2 separate regions of the Rattus norvegicus genome follow, and region 2 is linked to region 1. A link is a contact called in public Hi-C data. All regions are on one chromosome and are shown on one strand. The core of a region is the stretch at or near the end of the contact, and the rest is flanking DNA. Distances in the headings are between cores, read along the strand shown.

Region 1 (2,836 bases), core at 303-2,802:
CCATACCACAGCCAGGGCAGGGACATCCAGGCATGCCGGGCACTAGAAAACACAAAGATTGCTCATGTGAGCTGCCTCCCTGGACCACACACCCCACTTAGGAAGCACAGCAGTTCTTCCCGCTCTCAACTGACCATGGCATCACACTCCTGCTCGCTCTGCAGAGGAAACAATCCCAAGGGTGGGTGCACAGAGCACCCTCTGCCCCTTCATACTTCTCCCAAGAACCACACATTTTTTCCTTCTGAGCTGGCTCCAGCCTATGTGTCAATGTGTCCGCCTGAGGCCAAACTTTCCTTAATGACTGGGTGAGGCACTGGCAGGTCTCCTTCAGCCACCGGAGGAGGAGGGACCATCCCTGCTGGGTGCCTCTAGCTGCCAGGAGAGGCTTGTGTGCCAGATTGTGCCTGCGAAGACACCCCAGGGTCTAAGGCCAGCACTGTCTAGCTTGATGGGTGGTACTAAGAAACACAGGTGGGGAAACTGAGTCATGGTCCAAATCTCTTCCTCCTAAATGATCTTCTTGTTCTTGGGCACCAAGAGACAGAGGTGGTGCTAAAGGGAAGAGATGCCTCACAGATGCCAGAGCCAGAGGCTATGGTGACTTACGGCTAACTAATTTGATACTCTAGCTTGCTTACTGTTTGACTGTGGGTAACTCCTGTAGTCCCTTTTGAGCCTGAGCGTCAGCATCCTGTCAGGGAGCGGCTGAGGTACTGCCTCCCGAACAGAGGTGAGCTTCACAGTGCAGGCAGTGCTGGCATGGAGGAGCTAATGCAAGTCCTCTGAATGCCAGGGGAGGCCTGAAGCACTCCCACAAGGAATGTGCACCGCAGACGGATCTCCGGATGGGGATGTGAGTCAACCAAGCAAGAAGTTCAATCTGGAAAGTTTAAAATGTGGTCTGTCCCATCTTACACTGGCTGTGACCTTGAACCTGCCTCAGTTTCCTCATTTGCTAATGGATGTGAAGAGAGAATTCATCTGCCTCTGGCTGGTGGGCTACAAGCCTACGTCTGGGACCTTCAGGCCATAATTAGTGACCCCACTCCCACCCCTACCCCTGGCTGCCACTGCCAACACCATCACACACACACACACACACACACACACACACACACACACACACACACACACAGAGCAAAGTTTCATTGGTACCAAGGCAGGCCCTAGCCAGGCCAAGTCCTTGGCAGGTCATGCAGAGGCAAGGGGGACCACAGGTTTAGCAGAGAGGTATGGGGTATGGAGAGAAAAGAAAAAGCAAGAGAAAGGAGAGTTAATAAAGCGAGCTAGAATGTCTGGTAGGAGAAGGCAAGAAGCGGGGCAGCAGGGAGGGCTGAGGGGGCAGCGTATGGGACGACAGAGGTAAAGAGCCAAAAAAGCAGGCAAGTTCGACTCCTAAACTCTGAGTGGCGACAGGTTTGGGAATTGACACGGTCCATCCCTCCCCGGACGCCGGCCTGAGGGTCCAGCGACCACTCACCGTGCAGCGGCAGAGGTGGCAGAGGTGGCAGCGGCAGCAGATGCAGCGCTCCGGGCGGGCCGGGCCATCCAGCTGCAGTCTTGCGCCCCGCCCCGGCTCTGCCTCGCCTGGCCCCGCCACTAGGCCCCCAGTCCGGAGCTACCCCCGGCGTGCAGCCACGTCACAGGGACAGTCCGGAACCTGACGCGCCCGGCTCCGGGGGGCTAGACGGAGCGACGCGGGGGGGGCGCTTCCGCCTCTTGCCGTGGGGGACCCGCGCGGTCAGCGCACTTCCGCTCGGGCCGGATTATGGGGCTGCGGGGAGGGTAGGACGGAAGTGGGTACCCTCATGGGCATCGCTTTTAGCCAAGCTAAACTAGGTTGAGGGCGGCACCCATGCGGGGACCGGGATCAACGGGGCGGCGGGACTTGAGTATGGCTGCTGCCTTCCTTCTGAGAATGCAGTGCCGGCAGTGGCCACACGGGGGCGTGCGTGGCTGCCAAACCGCTCCGTCTCGGGATAAGAGCAGGGCTGTGGTTCTCCTCTGAGTCAGCGGGCCTGGCTCCTCCATGAGCTAGGGAAAGGGGAAGTGCTTGCCTGCCGCAAGGAGGGGCCTGGCCCCGGGTACCTCAGAAGAGGGAATTTTATTCTTACTCATCGAATTATTTTTATGCTTTGGTTTTTTACTTGGAACCTCAGGCCACTATCTCCAGGACCTTAGTAACCCTTTGAGGCCCAATACATATTTCTAGACCCTGTGCCCTGGAATTCCAAGCCAGGATACAAAGGACTTTGTGTTCTCTTAACCTGACACAAGCTGGGCCTGAACTCTTAGACTAGTGGAGCCATTAATGGCAATAATAATTCAGTTCCCTGATGTAGTGTAGCCTTTTACTGACCATCTCTTTAGTAGTGTTACCTCACCAAATCATTTTATCCTTCAGGTGAGGGCCGACTGACAGACTGCCACGCAAATGGCAGAGCCGGAATTCAACTTGGATGTACCTCTACCTAGGTCATGTGGTAGCCACTTCAGGTCTAAGCTTGAACACAGGTGTGAATGTGGCCTAACATACCCCTTTTGAGGTTTGCATCCTTTTCTGGGAATCCGCTAGCAACTGACATGGAAGACATTTAACAGAGGCCAATGAGTACTCCCTTGGGCAGACTGTAAAAGATTCTGTGTCCAGTGGTAGAGCACTTGCCTAGCAAGCCCAAGGCCCTGGGTTCGGTCCCCAGCCCCGGAAAAAAAAAAAAAAAGAAAAGAAAAGAAAAGAAAAGAAAAGATTCTGTGTCTCATTAGTCCTCACCTCCCACTGAATCTCTCTATGGTCCCTTTTTCCTTCTGGGTGCTCTGAGAGCAGCCTGAACTC
Region 2 (2,854 bases), core at 19-2,518, 40 kb after region 1:
ATGACTGATAGGTAAACGGAGGTTAGGTGATGGGTAGCTAGATAGGTGGATAATGGTTGGATGGATGGGTGTGTACAGACAGATGGACGGGAGCATCAGGAGAGGCTCTCAGGGTCACCATAGGTCTTACTTAAAGCTTACATTACTTAACAGCAGTAGCCTAGATCCTGAGAGCTGGCATGGCATAGTAAGAGTTAAAGCACAATAAAGGTCCCTGGAATTACACAGAAGTGGGCTTGGACATGACACTACACGACTGGGGGCCGCTGTAGACAAAGGACTGGACTTTTGTTTTTAAATTTTGAGATAGGTTCTCTCTCTATGCATCCCTGGAACTTGCTATGTAGACCAAACTGGCCTCAAACCCGCAGAGATCCTCCTGCCTCTGCCTCCCAAGTGCTTGGTTAGAGTCACAGCTTCCTTCACTGTCAAAAGGAAGAGTCCACGCCAGCGTCTGTCTCCTCAGAGCAGAGAGAAGTGGGCTGCATTCTTAGCGAGTTGCCTGGTAGGTTGTAAGTTAGCAGCAGTCATCCTGTCAAGCACTGAGGCCTTCTGCATGGTGGATGCCTACAGGATATAGAAAGTGGACATGGAACTGTCACAGATATACAAATAACCTCTGAAGGACTGAGAGTTATACTAATGCTATGTGGGTGGACGCTAGGCAGAGGGCAAGGTGGCACAATAAAGGGACAAAACAGTTAAGCGCTGCGTTCACTAAGAGTTGGCCAAGCCGGGTACAACGGCACATGCCTGTTATCCTGGTACTTGGGATGCGGACACAGGGGGATCAAGACTTCAAGATCATGCTCTGCTACACAGCAAGTCTAAGGCTAGCCTGTGCTATATGAGACCCTGTCTCAGGAGAGAGAGGGGAGGGAGGGAGGGAAGAGAGAGGAGGAAGGGGGGACGGAGGGGGAGGGAGGGGGAGGGAGAGAGGGAGAGAGAGATAGAGGGAGGAAGAAAGGAAGGAAGACGATGTCAGAACAAAAAGGAAAAGAAAAGAGAGCTGTCTAGAGTCAAGCATGATGGTTCTGTAATGAAGCAAGAGAATCACCATGAACTAAAGGCTATCCTAGGCTACATGACCCATAGGTTCTGGGCCAGCCTGGATTATAGAGTAAGACAGGAGAAATAAGGATCAGGAGGCCAGAAAGGCTGACCTTTGCTCTCTGAATCATTTCTTGGACGCTCTTTCTGGGAGCCCCATATTTGGGATGAGTGTGCCTACCAGACTGCTGGTTACGTAATTGCCTGGGCACCCAAATCAAGGGGAAAGGTGAGGTTTTGAAACCATTGTAGCTCAGGGAGTCCTGGCCATCGCCTTCAGGAGACCGAGCAGGGAGCAGGGTCCCACATTTCCCCACAGTGCCTCACACTACTGTCATCCACGACAGCTTTGGGAAATGCTACTTTAGGCTTCAGAGCTAGCAGAGGTGGGGTGGGGCCAGAAAGAGTTAGGTCAGAGGCCTCAGCTCTCACCTAGAGGACCGCAAACATTCACAGTTCCTGTCTCTGGAGCCAGAGTGGGCTGAGGTAGAGGCAGGGAAAGATAAATGGCAGTGACCTAGAGGAAGCTGTGTCTGCAATCCAAATCACAGAGCCCCATTCTGTCCTTGCTGGTTTAGTGACCTTTGTCTTTAGTTCTGGGGCTCAAACCAGGACCCTGTGCATGAGAGACAAGTGCTTCTACCATTGTGATACAGCCCTAGGCTTTTTTTTTTTTTTTTTGGTTCTTTTTTTCGGAGCTGGGGACCGAACCCAGGGCCTTGCGCTTCCTAGGTAAGCGCTCTACCACTGAGCTAAATCCCCAGCCCCAGCCCTAGGCTTTTTGTTTTTGTCTTAAGATAAGATCTGCTTTCTAGCCCAAGATAGCCTCAAACTTTTTTTTTTTTTTTGGTTCTTTTTTTTTGGAGCTGGGGACCAAACCCAGGGCCTTGCGCTTGCTAGGCAAGCGCTCTACCACTGAGCTAAATCCCCAACCCAGCCTCAAACTTTTAAAAACATATTTTTTATTATTTACTTGTCTCTGTCTCTGTGTGTCTCTGTGTGTCTTTGTGTCTCTCTGTCTCTGTCTCTGTGTGTGTGTGTGTGTGTGTGTGTGTCTGTGTGTGTGTGTGTGTGTGTGTGTGTGTGTGTGTGTTCACATGTATGCTTTAGGAGTCCAGAAGAGGGTGCTGTTGACAAGGGTGGTCTTGAACTCACAGAGATCTCTCTGCCTCTGCTTCTGGAGTTCTGGGATTAAAGACATGTGCCAGCGTGCCTAGCTTGCCTTTGATGTTCTTTCCTCTATTTTCTGATTATTGGAATTACAGATGTGCTAGCTCAGGCTTTTTAGGACAAATATGAGTGTGACAGGAGTCAATGTTCTTCTTTTGTGCCATGTTCTGTTCTAAGTACTCCCCCAGGCATCAGATAGCTCATGCACTCACAGTGTATAAATAAAATGGGTATAAACTATTAGACCCACTCAGATGAGGAAACTGAGGTCTAGGAGCATGCAGCAGTAAATGCATCCCGGGTTTGTCTGCAGCTCCAAGGTGTGCACTTTTTCTTTTGTGCCACAGGGTCCCCTAGAGATCGCTCAGACAATATGGCACATGGACAGGGTCTTGGTAACAACCTTTTAAGAGGGGAGTCAGAGACTCAGTGGGGAAAAAATGTCTAGGCTCATACAGCCCAACACCACTTAGCAGGACAAGAAAGCTAGAGCCAGGCATGTAAGCTGAAACCTCAAAAGACTAAGTCAGGATGATCACAAGTTCAAACACAGCCTGGATGAGACCCTGCCTCAAAAACAAGGATTGGTGAAACGGCTCAGTAGACGAAGGCACTTACTGCCCCCAACCTGAGT

Evidence for each region. A called contact is a pair of places that touch in the nucleus more often than the background predicts.
Region 2: a contact with region 1 is called in a Hi-C map of liver, with 2.4 times the contacts expected there. The contact joins the enhancer-like site here to the promoter of Slc39a13 in region 1. A contact is called at or near these places in 9 of 12 Hi-C or Micro-C datasets (the A7r5 cell line, the Rat2 cell line, frontal cortex and 4 more) and 1 of 1 datasets of contacts at active chromatin or transcription factors (oligodendrocytes).

What each region holds. Positions count from the first base shown.
Region 1 is chr3:97,501,492-97,504,327 of GRCr8, forward strand. It overlaps Slc39a13 (solute carrier family 39 member 13), which reads right to left and starts at 1,553. Exons shown (of 10, transcript NM_001399258.1): 1 at 1,484-1,553; 2 at 1-42. The coding sequence starts at 34.
Region 2 is chr3:97,541,408-97,544,261 of GRCr8, forward strand. The region is part of intron 2 of Spi1 (Spi-1 proto-oncogene); the gene reads left to right. All of the region lies in intron 1 of LOC120101909 (a long non-coding RNA gene), which reads right to left. Among named protein-coding and RNA genes, the nearest start is that of Mybpc3, 8.2 kb to the right of the region's middle. Within about 2 kb of position 1,269, at least 4 of the 93 cell types and tissues checked have an H3K27ac peak or open chromatin away from gene starts, as enhancers often do. A contact at or near this core is called in liver, where this site is marked.